Linked DNA regions of Gossypium hirsutum: region 2 is linked to region 1. A link is a contact called in public Hi-C data. All regions are on one chromosome and are shown on one strand. The core of a region is the stretch at or near the end of the contact, and the rest is flanking DNA. Distances in the headings are between cores, read along the strand shown. Region 1 holds the start of LOC107888858 (sulfite oxidase). Region 2 holds the start of LOC107888752 (mitochondrial import receptor subunit TOM20).

Region 1 (7,676 bases), core at 2,118-4,617:
AGATGTGAATTTCTTATTCCAATTTGGTTTTTCTTTCTTTTTCTTGATATTGTTGCATTGTTGCATCTTACAAATTTTAAGGAAGTCATCAATATTGTCATTGATTATTTGCTTATAATAGAAATGTATAAAGAGTAAATTACTTTTTATAAGAGAGATTAATTTACATATTTTGAAATGTACAAAAATTTAAAGAGTATTTGCACAGTTTATTATAGATATTTTTTTGAACAATCTTATTATAATTTTTTATCATATCTGCTCTTTTTTTGATACAATGCTTAGAACTATTTATGGCCCTTCCTAACCTATAAATAGGATGATAATATACTTCAGCGCACTTGAACCCACGTCCTCCTACATTAACAACAATATCAATATTAATTAAGCTAAGACTCAATCGACTATGATAGATATATATTTAAAAATATTTTAATTCTCAAAATAAACTCAAATGATTTTACTCATTATTCAAAACTCAAAGCAAACCAATACCTCAATTTCAAATAACAGTATTCCTCAAACCCAAATACATTAAAAAATAATAATAAAATGACTAAATGATTAATAACAAATCTCTTTGAAAAGTGATTTAAAAAGTATTTTTAAAAACAGTAGTTTCTATAAAATATATTGTGAAAAGATAAAGAGTTAGTTTAGACATAATCTTATAAAATAAAAAATAAGGACATTTAAATGATATTTAAAATCATTAATATTATAATATATAAAATATTATTTTTAAATACATTTAAACGATTGATATAATTAATTTTTTAAAATTTAATTTTAATATATAAATCATATTTTTTACATTAAAATTACAAGTAAATATAATTCTTATAAATTAATAAACTTTCATATCTAACGGAATAATTGAATCAAATGCAAAGTACCGTTCCTTTTTCATGTCTTTATTATTACCCTAATACCATGTTGGTATTATTTCAATATAACAAATACAAGTTATTATAAAAAAAATATTGTAAAAAATCCTCAAACTTAAAAAAAAAAAGCAATTAAGCTTCTGGTTTTTTTTTTCCACTCAATTGGGTATAATTTTTAAAATGCAACAAAAAAACCTTCAATCTTTTTCAAAAAATAAAATGCCATTAAGCCCCTCTATTTTTTTTCTTTTGCACTCAATTGGGTACTTGAATTTTTAAAATGCATCAAAAATACCCTAAAATTTTTTTAATAAAAGCCATTAAACCCCTGCTTTTTTTTTTGCACTCAATTGTGTACTTGAACTTTCAAAATGTATAAAAAAGACCTCAAACTTTTTCAAAAAAAAAAGAAGCAATTAAGCCTACTTTTTTTTTTGCATTCAATTAGGTACTTAATCTGTCAAAATGTATTAAAATAACCCTTTGACTATCAACTTTAACAGTTGACCGTTAAAGTTAACTACTCATAATTTTTTTTAGTTAAAACCACCCCATGTCACAACTACTGCGTGATATGTGATAAAAAATTTATAGAAAATAAAAAACAATAAAGTTTATTGAATTTTAATAAAAATTAAAATATTTTAAATTTACTAAAAATTAGAAAAAAAAATATAAAATGCATTAAAAGGCCCTTTAACCATTAACTTTAACTGTTGACCGTTAAAGTTAACGGCCTCCAGTTTTTTTTTTCAAATAAAGCCATCATGTGTAGCAATACAACCATCATGTGTAGCAATACAACATGGCGTGTGGCGAAAAATGATAAAAATAAAAACCAATAAAAGTTATAGAAAAATTATAAAATTCTTCTTTTGGTATGATAATTTTTATATTTTTTTACGAATTTTATATTTCTTTCCTTTTTTATAATTTTCTTATGACTTTATAAAATTTTATAATTTTTTTTCTATATTTTATAATTTTTTACGCTTTTAATAAATTTTTATAATTTTTATGATTTTTATAATTTTGTTCTGATTTATAATTATATTTTTATTAAAATTTAATAAAATTTATTTATTTTTATTTTTATCATTTTTTTGCCACGTGTCATACTATGGTTGTGACACGTGGTGGCTTTAACTTAAAAAAATTAGGAGTGGTTAACTTTAACAGTCAACTATTAAAATTAACAGTGAAAGGGCTTTTTTGATATATATTGACAATTCAAGTACCTAATTGAGTGCAAAAAAAAGGACCTTAATTGCTTTATTTAAAAAATTTTGAGGGCTTTTTTGATGCATTTTAAAAGTTTAAGTACCCAATTGAGTGAAAAAAATAAGGACTTAATTGCTTTTTTAAAAAAAATTAAAAATTTTTTACGCCCTTTATCCAAAAATATATAAAAAATAATTTACATAACCATTGTTAACAAATATAAATTTTAAATAATTTTTAAAATTAATATAATATAAGTTATTTATAAAAAAATAATATAATTATAATTATATTTATAATTAACATAAATGAGGATGTAAAATTTGACATTGAATTCAAGTTAAAAAAATAGTTTGAAAAGTTGATTTAATTTAAAAAGCTGATTATTTAGTGAAAAAGCTAATTTAAGTGGATTGTGAAAACCTAGTGTCAGCCTTTGTTAATTGACATGCTTTGTGGCTATCGTCACAAAAAGATCCACATTCTTTTTGGGCCATCAAATAAGATTCACATTCGATTCTTGGAACTTTACTCCACCCCACGTTCCATTATTCCATTTTGAAATGCGGACATACTTCAATTAAAAATATTATTTAAACTTAAAATAAATTTAGAAATAAAAAGATTTAAAAGTAAAACAAAATCTCAAAAAATACAATTTTACGATTTCAATCAAAATTTAATATAATTTTTTTATAAATTTATTTTTAACTAAATATTTTTCACCCAAAAAGTATAACATATTATTTATTATTCTAATTTAATCAATTATTTGCGTGATTGACAAAAATGAAACTTGAAAAAATTCCCTAAATTCTTCATATCTTTCCACCGTTTTAGTGTGAGATAGTAAGAATTAAAAGATTAGTGAAGTTGGTATAAACAAACTTGTAAAGTTAACTCTTTATATTTTTCTAAAATTTTTATTATTTTATTTTTATGAATTTAGTTGTTTTAGTTTTTAGATTTTAAAATTTATATTCAATTATTTATATTATTAATTTTTTATTAAATTTTGTTTTATTACAATGTCATTTTATTAATTACATGATTAAAACGTTATATTGATAAATTTAATAATTATATCAGTTAAATTTAAATATTAAAATATGATAAATTAATAGAAATAAATTTTAGAAAAATAGTATAAAAATTAAATTTGAAAAAGTATAAATCGTAAATTATAATAGAAAATTAAAAAGCAATAAAAATTTGGCTAAGATAAAAACGCTTTGTGGATATCGTCGTCAACTATGTGGATTCCATGAAGACTCGTAAATTAAACACCACAAAACCAACCCATAAAATAGAGTTTGTCTCCATCGTTGGCGTTTTTATAAAATTAAAATAATCAAAGATTTTATCTTCATCGTTGAAGTGGGTCCTACTTGCAGATGGACGGTGAATGATTGCCCTCTTTCCCTATGTAATGGTGGTCTCGTCATCACCAAACCATCCGTTGGAACTTAGCTAAAAAGCCGACACACACCTACACAGTCTCTTCCTCTAGTTTCTTCATTGCCGGTTCAACTTTGATAGCTTCAGTTTTTGAGTTTTTCAGGGAACCCTAGAAGAAGGGGAAATGCCAGGAATAAAGGGACCCTCTGATTATTCACAAGAACCCCCACGCCATCCTTCTCTTCAAATCAACTCCAAGGCAAGTGTTTTTTTTTTTTTGCTGTTTAATCACTCTCTTTATTGAATTTCATTTGTTTTTATGTCGATTTTATTTATAGAAAGGACTTTTTATGTGTATTGATATTAAGCAGTGAAAAAGAATAGGTATTTAGGTTCCTAGTAAACTTGATTCATTGTATAATATTTTATGGTGATTGATTTAATTTCATTAAAGAAAAAGGGTATCCAAATTGCTAATAAAGATGTTTCTTTGCCTATTGAATATGTTCATTGATCGGACTTTCAATGAGTAATCCACTTGGTATTGGCATCTTTGATGTAGGTGCCCTTCAATGCCGAGCCGCCGCGTTCTGCTTTAGCTTCCTCTTATGTGACTCCTGTTGATTTGTTCTACAAGAGAAATCATGGACCAATCCCCCTAGTCGATGACATAGATAGGTTATAGACCCTGTCCTTATTCCATGCTAACTGTTATTAGAACTTTTTAAACTTGTTTGTCTTGATGGGAATCCTTACTGACTTCCAGGCTTGTTTTGGAATGCAGATATTGTGTCGATATATGTGGTTTAATTAGAACTCCAAAAAAGCTGTATATGAGAGATGTAAGGTGAGTGATGAGCATTGCCAATTGCAATCCAAGAAACTAACTGTATGTTTTAGGAATTTCTGATAATTAATCTTGCATGAATACAGTTCATGCAAGAAACTAACTGTATCTTTTAGGAATTTCTGATAATTAATCTTGCATGAATACAGTTCATTTTATTCTCTAGTTTCTTTTCTGATTATATTCTTCAATACGTTAGTCTGTTTTCCGAACAATGTATTGAGAATTTTCAATGACTAACAGGATGCTGCCAAAATACAATGTCACTGCCACTTTACAGGTAAGTTTCGTTCAACATATGTCATGCTGTAGCACTGAGATTGTTGTGTTTGTTCACTGATTTGCCTTAGATGTTTTATTCAGTGTGCAGGTAATAGGAGGACAGCCATGAGCAAAACTCGAAAAGTGAGAGGAGTTGGCTGGGATGTTTCTGCTATAGGGAATGGTTTGCTTTCTCAATCTCCAATTTGCAATAGTTTTTCAAACTAACATTTCATGTGTGCGTGCATAGGTAGACATGCATATAGGCATTTTCACTGTTCACACACTTGTTGGTGTACAAAATCATGAATGAATCAACTTATTTCTTTAGGCTTTCTATTGATTTCACCCTCAAATCTATTTATCTTATCATGCTGTTCTGTTAATTTAGTATTCATAATCACATTTGAAATGACCTTTGAAAATATTCTGTTTATCATCTTTCTGACCTTACAGCTGTCTGGGGCGGTGCCAAATTAGCTGATGTACTTGAACTCATCGGGATACCAAAGTTGACGTGTAGCACTCAGTCTGGTGGAAAACACGTGGAATTTGTGAGCATTGATAAGTGTAAGGTAGTAAGGTGCCCGATTGAATTTCATTGTCAACTTTTCTTCCGTTCAATGACTTTTTTCCTGTCAATTGGAGAACATCACTTCATATTCTGCCTTTTGTGTTCGAAATAAATGTAGGAGGAGAATGGGGGCCCATACAAGGCATCGATTCCACTTAGTCAAGCCACTAACCCTGAAGCAGATGTTTTACTTGCTTATGAGATGAATGAAGAGGTAAGGAAAGTTGCTCTCACCATATCATATTCTTTTCTATAGTATGCATTTGGTTGGGCTTCATCAACGTTTCTTTTTCTCACCATGATGAATGGTTTTTGGGAGCATAATGGCTCAGTTTGTTTCTCTAACACGGGGAAGTGTCTTGTTATCATGCTAAAGCCTCTCAACAGGGATCATGGTTATCCATTGAGAGTAATTGTGCCAGGTGTTATAGGTGCACGTTCTGTCAAGTGGCTTGATTCTATCAACATAATAGCTGAAGAATGCCAGGTAGAAGAGAGGTTTCTTTATATTAAATCAATTTTATCATTTTCCGCTTTGTTATCTGATTGAGTTCCTTTTACTACCTTCTAGGGCTTCTTCATGCAAAAAGATTACAAGATGTTTCCGCCCTCTGTTGATTGGGATAACATCAATTGGTCTACAAGGAGGCCACAAATGGATTTCCCAGTTCAGGTGTTACTTGATTTTGATTTGATTAGTCTAATCTTATATGTATATTGCATGCGAATAGCTTCAAGGAAGGGTATTTAACACCTTTAGTCTAAGTTTTCTAGTTTGCCCTTTTGATTAGGCACATGCCTGGTGCACTTAGGTATGCTTTTTTGTAAGGCGATAAGAACTAAAAAAAGGCCTGCTTGATTGAATTGCACTTAGTTTCTTTTATTTTTCACTGTTTTCATTTGATATGCATTTACAAGTAAGAAAGGGATTTTATCAAACTCTCCAAATTTTGAGCATTAAACAACAATCATTGACCATAAGGAAATCATGCGTTTTGACCAATAAAAAAGTTGTATGTTTTGTAGATAAACTACACCACTTTAGAGTTTACTATATATCTTAAGTTTTATATATTACATAATACACAGCCAGACTTGCAAAAACTCACACAAACATATTACGCTTTACTTCACTTAAGCTAGTGCTTTTTTTGCTCCTTGCGTCTGAGGCAATGTAAGGGTTCTAGAACCTAGAGTGAGCCTTGTGCCCTTGACAGCACTGCAGTATGGAAACAATGTGTTAACAGAAAAATAAAGATCCAGAAAAGCTGTTTTTACATTTTAACTTATACATAAATAAGCCGTTAACATAAATCCATGACCTTTAACCAGTATAGTTTGGGGCTTTTTTAATGTTTTAGCCAGAAATTTTTACAAACTGAATTTGCTTGAATGTCCTGACTAATATTTAGTTTCTTTGTTGGTTGGCAGTCTGTGATTTGTTCTTTGGAAGATGTGCAGTCAATTAAACCCGGAAAGGTTAGTTCTCCTTTCAATAATTGCTCTATAATGGTGTATGTAAACATGATTATAATCCTGTCATTATGAGATTTACTAGCCTTTATTCAGTCATATTTCATCTGGCCTGCATGATTTTTAGAATTACAGTCAACTCTATAAAGGTTATTTCTTGTTTATACTTGAGATAATGGTCCAATACACCGGCAATAGAGCTTTTTAACTGCACAAGTGGCTTTAAACTGTTGCTGTCTGCATTTATACACTTAAAAAATAATCAATTATCTATAATTAAATAGGCATGGTAATCATATGACCCTGCTTGTGGAGTTAAAAAACCCGAACGATTATATCTGATCATACTTATTAATTGAAGTTTTGTCATATTGTGAGACACTGAGACTATCATGATGAAGTTTTGTCAAATTGTGAGGGACTCTGACTATTATGATCCACACATATCTGGTAGGAGCAAGTTTTTCCTTTGTTCTAAATTTGGACCAATTGGCTTGGGTGTACTCCTTTTGTCTCCAAAGTCAACCTAGATTTTGACCAAAAAGAAGTAAACCTCGACCTCATGTGCAAGTTTAGTCTCAATCAATGAACCCTTTACTGTTATATTAAACCTTGTTCTCCAGGGTTCCCCTGCAAAGTGAATGCTACTCACAGTTACTTAGATTTTGTGCTGTCAAATGTTATGCAGGTAACAATTAGTGGATATGCAGTATCAGGAGGGGGCCGAGGAATCGAGAGAGTTGATATATCTATTGATGGCGGTAAAACCTGGTTGGAAGCATCTAGATCTCAGAAAACCGGTGCCCCTTACATAGCAGATCATGTAAGCAGTGACAAATGGGCATGGGTGCTTTTTGAGGTCACAGTTGATATCCCATACAGTACTGAGATCGTTGCCAAAGCGGTACATTTCTTTCTGTTTCATTTTCATGCTGTTAGAATTTGGAATGCAATGATTAATATACGAGCATTAGTTATATGTTCCACCTGTGGCTCTTGTAAATCTATGTCAGCC
Region 2 (7,508 bases), core at 461-2,960, 170 kb before region 1:
GGAAAAAAAAAGTGAAAATAAGAAGAAATGGAATGCAAAAGGAAGAAACTCTAAGGACTACCTTTGCTGAGCTGGAGGTAGAAGTAGAAGTAGAGGGTCCAGCACCAAGCATCTGTTGACCTAAACCTTGCTTAATGATTTCCTGGTGTAACTCTGGAGCCTGAGGTAACAGTAAGAATTAAGAAATCAAAGGTAAGGAGGATTGCAGAGAACAAATGGCGCATGGAACATTTTGAACTTAATACCTCCCTCTAGTTTGGCTTTAAGAAACCTCTTAACTGATTGGCTTCAAACAAGGCAGAAAATGTGTTCTGTACAATTAATTTGTCCTAAGGTAGTCATGTTTATATGCCCTTAGAATGCGTCTATTACCACAAATCTCAAGTTTTATTTATTCTGAAATTTATCAGTGTAAGATATATAGGCAAACAAAATCTAGACTACCATGACTAGATATATTTCTATATAATACCGAGCTATATCCATATGCATCTGAATTTCACAGCATTCGGCCAAAAAAAAAAAAAAAGAATGGTTGCAATCATTTCAAGAGACGTTAATGTGCAAGTTAACCAGTAGGATCAATACAAAGGGTGGAGCAATCTTCTGCAAGGTTTGCAAACTATTCCGCATTTAACATCTAAGGACAACACAAGGAATTTATCTAACAGTCATGAAATAGAATCAATATGCTCCATCTCACACTTCCAAAAGTAAATACATGTTGTACTCGGCCATTGAAAGTTAAAAATCAGATGAAATATAAGCATTATTTAAAGAATAAATCGTACCAAGTATGGAGAGAGACCTACCTTAGCAGATATTTCCAAAGATTTCAGGTAAATTTCATTGCTGGGATCCTACAAATACAAAGCTACCAAGTTAAAAAAAAAAGAGCATTCAAGCAATGAATCTATAGATCCATCCATAAATGCAGTAATTGATACTTTAGCCAAACAAAACTACAGAAAAACCTCATCAACTGCTTGCTGGAAATATTGAGCTGCCTTTTCGAAGTAAGGCCTGGCCTCATCTTCCTTGTTAGTCAAAAATGCAAAAGAAGTCTGAGCATTTCCCAAACACCATAAAGCATCATGCTTTTTAGGGTTAATCGACAAAGCCTCCTCTAGCTTCGAAATAGCATCTGTTCACAATAAATTTTTAGTAACCAAGAAAATTAATATTTGAATTACCAATGAATGAAATTAAATTTTATGTGTATATATATTATGAGAACCTTGAATCATTTTCTGTGAATCTGGAACGCTTTGAAACTGAGACAACTCAAGTAAAGCTCCAGCCCATCTTGTTAAGTTCTGCAAACAATAAATATAAATTAAAAATTAGCCAAATATCAATTTTAATTGGAAAAAAAGAGGAAGAAGAAGAAGAGAAAAGATCGACAGAAGGAGGAAGCGAACGTCGGCATCGAGAGGATTGGAAGCGTAAGTAGCTTCGGAAATTTTACGAGCTTGCTCGAAAAAGAGCAGCCTATCGAGCTCACTCGACGATTCCATGGCTGCTCGTTCTAACTTCTTCTTCTTCTTCTTTTATCGGGTTCGATATTTCTTATATAATAAGCTTAGAGAAAACAGTGATTATGGCTTCTTCTCAGTTCCGACCACAATGGCGGCCAATTGGAAACTGCTGCTAATGTTCAGTTTCCGTTAAAGAAAAATGGAAAACAAATAAATAAATAAACTGGGTTTTTCGGGTATTTTCACATTTAAGGGTTATAGTCCTCTTTTCTAAAATGGGCTTAGGATGCAAATATAGGATAATATTGGGCTTGGGCTTGCTTTCTTGGAAGGACAATCTCTGAATAAATTCATTTTGGCAGTCAAGCTTCAACTAATATTCGAATTATTGTTTTGACCAAATAAAATATTCGAATTAATGACTTAATATAAATATATTAAATATATATTAATATTAGTTTTCTTATCCAACGGTACGTTGTTGATTGTACGTATCAATTAAAAAATATTAAATTATTTTATAATTTTATAATTTATTTTATATATTTTGTAATTCAATATTTTATTTTATAAAAATAATGTCTTAAATTATTATATACATATATATATGATATATACAATTTCTAATATTATATCCATCATTTTATTACTTATTCATATTTCATATAACGAAGGTATAGTCTTTTTTTTTCTTTCCATCAAATAAAAAAAACTCAATTCTATAAAACAATCTTTATTATAATAAAATCTAATTAACATAAAAATCCTTATAAATAAGAATCTAATTAGCATACATTATAACATAATAAACTTTAATTTTTTGTAGTTAGTTTTACAATTTAAATTTTTTAAAAATATATTTAATATAAGTATTTATGAATTTTTATATTAATAAAAATTCATATAATGAATTAGAATAAAAAATTTAATTTAGCATAGTGAAATTAACTATTTATTAGTCAAAAAAGTTTTTATTTAAAAAATATTTTATGAAACAAATTAAAAATTAAAATTAGTCCCAAATATATTAAAAAAATTAATTTTACGGTGTTTAGCACAATCATACATAATTTATAAATTTAAATTCATTAAAAATAAAACTTTCGTTTTAAATTTGTACAACAAACATGCATGTATGTTGGTATTAACACTTAAAATTTTTGAAACATTTTTAATTCTAATCAAGTAAAAATTAAACATTTTTAATTTCTTAACAATATATTAAAATTTTAAAAAAATAAACTATTAAATATATTTAACAATATTTGTATTTTTTAATTTATTATTTAAGCTATTTTAGTTAATTGGTTAATTTTTATTTTATTTTTAAATATATTAATATTTAAATTATATATTTAAAAATATATATTAATATATGTATAGTTATTTATTATATTGATGGTAGAAAGTTTTAACTCCATAAGTAATGTTAGGATTTTGTCATGTATCCTTAAGATGATTAAAAAAATAAATAAGATATGTGGAAAAATCTCAACCCTGCTAATGGAATAAAAACTTTCAATCGCCATATATACTTTTATAAATTATAGAGATGTAAATACCCATTGGGTCTTGTACATTTCGAACATGAAAAAATTGGTCTTTTAAAAAAAAGTAAGTAAATTAACCCCTGGACGTTTTGATTGTGAGCAAATAAAGACAACAATAATAGTGTTGATGATTTCTGTCAAATTTGTCTAACATGAATATAAGAAAAAAAATAAAACTTAAACAAGAAATCCATTAAACAAGAAATCCATGTGTCATACTCTTTATGTTACAACGATTACGACAATGCTTCTCTCTCCAACTGAATATATAAATACCTATCATCTTGTTCATATTTTCTATTCTATTTTCGCTTGTAATTCTTTTCTAATTCATACTCGAAATTTACCAAGTTTTAGAGATAATGATTTTTTTTTCTTTTTTGTATTCATTAGAAACATAAAACAAAGAGTTCATTAGAAAGAACACATTGAAAGAGAGATTTCCACTCAGTACAAACAGATATAGGTCCAATTCAAAGGGCATCCTCCTAGTTGGATACATTTAGTATTCAGAAACATGAGTTATTAGTTTGTTGTTTACTTGGTCTTTTATCTCTATTTTGGATTAGTATAGTTATTACTCTTATTTTTTAATAGCTTCCCTAATTTCTAACAGCTCTTTAAAATTCTGATGTATCACTTTGTATTTAAGCATCACATTTAATTGAATAAGATTGGCTCATTTTTCCATTCCACTACAAGTTTCTATATGGTACCAGAGCCTTTTAAACTCCAACGAGTAAAGAAACGACTCTTTTGTTAACCCGCAACAATGACTCTTTTTTTCAAACAGGTGATTTCTTCTCTTAGTTCTTGATTTTCAATTAAGTATTTAGCTTTCTTCACTTCTTTTTTTATGTTGAGGTATCTCGTATAGGAACCTCATTAGTTCTCTCACAACGGAAATATATTGAAGTCATTCTCTAGTATACTAAATTGCATGAAAGTAAGGGTGTCTCCACCCCTATGAGTTCTGCACTTCCACAATTCTCCAAAGATATCTCATTACCGACAGATGCCACTCAATATAGGTGAGTTCTTGGAAAACTTCAGTATTTATCATTCATATGGCCTAGCATATCTTACTATGTTAATAAACTATCCTAATTCATTCATACACCAACTGAACAACACTGGAAGGTTGTAAAATGGGTCCTCCAATACCTACAAGAGACTCTCATTATGGTTTACAGCTTTCTCACATGACAAATAATAACCTTCATATTATAGTGCTTGTAACACCCCTATACCTAAACCGATCGTCAAGTCCGAGCTAAATGGTGTCACATTCATTGTAATAGCCCAATTTCAGTGAAGTCAGAATCGTGATTTTGTAACCACAAATCCAAGCTGGAAACATAAAATATTTTAATATTATGAAATGATTACTAATGTGATAGAAAGGTTGCATGAGAATTTTGATAGGAAAATTTTATCAATTATGTGCTTAATTGTATAAAGGACTCAATTGCATAAAATGCCAAATTTGAATTCTAATAGCTATATGGGTTAAATAGCTATGGAATTCAAAACTTCAGGTCCTTATTTGGTAATTATACCATTGAATAAAAATATGTAGATATTTTTGGTGAGTAATCCATGGAAAAATTAGAAAAGGTTAAGGATTAAATTGGAAAACAAAATAATTAAAAGATGATAATTAATTAAATAGAATTATCATCTTATTTTCATATCATCTTCATCCCCAAATTTTATGGAAGCCCTAGGAGACAGAAAAGGAACTTTTCAAGCTTAATTGGGTAAGTTTTCAAGTCTCATTTTTAGTAATTTTTGTATTTTTGAGATCAGGGAAGCTTAATTTACCTATTTGGGGAATTAATTTGAATAGATATCAAAGTATTGAAAATTTTTGATGGATGAATATGCTGAAATTTAAAAGTTTATGGTAGAAAATAAAAGGTTGTTGATAGATAAACAACTTTTACAAAGTGAATTTACATGAAAACATGATTTAGGGACTAAATTGAAAAATGATGAAAACCCATGATAAAATTCTGATTTTTACGAAATTCATGGGCTACTATTATGGTATAAGAAATCGGTAGCCTGGAAATAAGGATTAAATTGTATGAATTTCATTTCCGTTCCTAGGAACGAAATTGGAATTTACAAAAAGTATGAGGGCAAAATGGTAATTTTGCCTAGGGTGTAAATTGAGTTCAATGGAATATGAAATGTGTTAAATTGATGATTAAATTAAATTATATAGATCCAAAAAGATCGAACAAAGAGTTAGATCGTGGAAAGGAAAAGATTTTGGATTAGTAGATTTCAGTTACGAACAAATATCGATGTAAGTTCGTATAACTTAAATTAGCATAGAAATGTGTTGTTTTGAATGTTATATTACATTGAATATGTTATATGTGATTGTATATATGAAATGTATGGAAATTTCAATGGAAGAAATGGTATCTGTTAGAAATTTATTGAAAATGGTTAAATTTCGTGTGAATATTGAATTCCGATGGATAAAGGTGATTTCCTTGATAAAACTGCATGTGTTGCAGAATGGCTTTAGCCCAGATGGGTAATTCGAAATAAGTCTCTCGAGTATATGTTTCAATTAGGATTTAGCCTGGACTGGTAATTCTAATTGACTGGATTTAGCCTGGACTGGTAATTCAGAATAAACTCTATAGAGAATTCTTTGTCACTGAAAGGATTTAGCCTGGACTGGTAATCCTGACAAAGCTCTTAGAGTGTATGTTACAGACAGAATTTAACCTGGACTGGTAATTCTGCTGCATGTTACGTGGCTCGAAAGTGTACATTAATAGGTACTATTGGATATGAATTGACGGATAATGGAATTGTACATTTTGAATGTACTATCGGAAAGGATAAAATGATTAATGAGACATGAGGAATATGAAATGAAAAGAGAAAAACTTGATGGAATATGGTATGATGAGCTCATCAATGCATTATGAATTTTTGTGACTAACATGTTTGATTGGATGCATATGGTTAGGCAAAATGTCATATTTAATGGAAAGTATGGTTATGAGTGGTTTAAATGTTAAATATGATTGGTAAGTTAAATTCTGGTTATACGAGCTTACTAAGCATATAATGCTTACTAGGTTTATTTTTCTATGTTTTATAGTGCTCAAAGCTCGTGAAGGTTGGATAACGGTCGGAGCATTCATCACATTATCCTCCCACTATTTTGGTATAAATGAAAATCTTGTTTTGGTATAATGGCACGTATAGGCAAATTTGACCAAATTATGGTTTGTAAATGTTGAATTTAATCTAGCCATTGGAATGGCTAGGGAAACTTGTTTTTATGTTATAGATGGATATAGAATAACACATGTTCATGTACATATAAGTATGAATCTATATTGAACAACTCAAGTTACATAGGAGGTAAATAAAGTAAATAAATTAAGATGAAGGTAAGTGATTTTATACAATGACAATAGTATAATGGCTTTGTGTTTATGCTTGAATTGGTTGGAAAATATTTGTAAATGATGGTGCAGGAAAATGACAAAGTTTGGGTGAGAAATAAGGTTAGGAAATGGCCTTATTTCGTTCACACAGGTAGACACACGGGCGTGTGTCTAGACCGTGTGTGACATATAGCCTGGTACATGGGCATGTGGTCTGGCCGTGTGCCCCCTGTATTTCAAATTTGCAAAACAGAATGCTCAGAATTAAGTACACGAGCAAAGACACGGGCGTGTGTCTCAACCGTGTGACTGACACGGCCTTGAACACTGGCGTGAGGTACGGCCGTGTGAAAATTACACCTAATTTGTAAAAATTAAATTAACCACACGGCCTAGCACACGGGCGTGTGACTTGGCTGTGTGACTTCAATTTCTTCATGCCTTATAAGTCAGAGAGTTACACGGGTTAGGAACATGGGTGTGTGTAGCCACACGGCCCGATCACACGGGCGTGTCCCTAGACCACATGGGCGTGTGGATACTGTTTATTAGAAATATTGTTATTTTGCGAAAAAATTTTAGTGATCCCAATATAGTCCCGATTTAATACTAATGTTCATATTGGGCCCTGAGGGTCCATTTAAGGAACGTTATGAATAATCTTGGAAAATGAATAGTGATTGACATAATTTATCTATAAATGTTTTGTAAACTCTGGTAATGCTTCGTAACTCTGTTCCAATGACGGATACGGGTTAGGGGTGTTACATTCGTTACCAGAGCAACTACAAACAATAACATCTAGTTCAACATCCTTATACATTTAAATATAAATTATTCATACATGCTATACGATATGTTATCAATTTTGGGGCTTATACGAGCCTACGAAAGCTTTCTTTTCTAACCCGAGATCGAAATTGGACCATTTTGTAAAGAATACAAAGGTTCGAGTCAACGTCGCGACTTCAGGATTCCTCGTCACGACATGACTCTGACTAGGGTTCGTCGTGACCTCAAAGTAAAGGCGTTGCCATGAGAACCCTACTTTGTTCCTC

The links. Hi-C and Micro-C count contacts between places; a contact is called where the count stands out from the background.
Region 2: a contact with region 1 is called in a Hi-C map of leaf, with 3 times the contacts expected there. The contact joins the promoter of LOC107888752 here to the promoter of LOC107888858 in region 1. A contact is called at or near these places in 18 of 34 Hi-C or Micro-C datasets (anther, callus, fibers and 4 more).

What each region holds. Positions count from the first base shown.
Region 1 is chrA09:16,533,416-16,541,091 of Gossypium_hirsutum_v2.1, reverse strand. LOC107888858 (sulfite oxidase) reads left to right here and starts at 3,367. Exons shown (of 12, transcript XM_016813105.2): 1 at 3,367-3,765; 2 at 4,069-4,184; 3 at 4,291-4,353; 4 at 4,597-4,633; 5 at 4,717-4,798; 6 at 5,071-5,189; 7 at 5,307-5,402; 8 at 5,565-5,675; 9 at 5,760-5,861; 10 at 6,620-6,667; 11 at 7,350-7,565. The coding sequence starts at 3,691.
Region 2 is chrA09:16,699,576-16,707,083 of Gossypium_hirsutum_v2.1, reverse strand. LOC107888752 (mitochondrial import receptor subunit TOM20) reads right to left here and starts at 1,710. Exons shown (of 6, transcript XM_016812944.2): 1 at 1,422-1,710; 2 at 1,238-1,316; 3 at 975-1,144; 4 at 813-860; 5 at 62-160. The coding sequence starts at 1,517.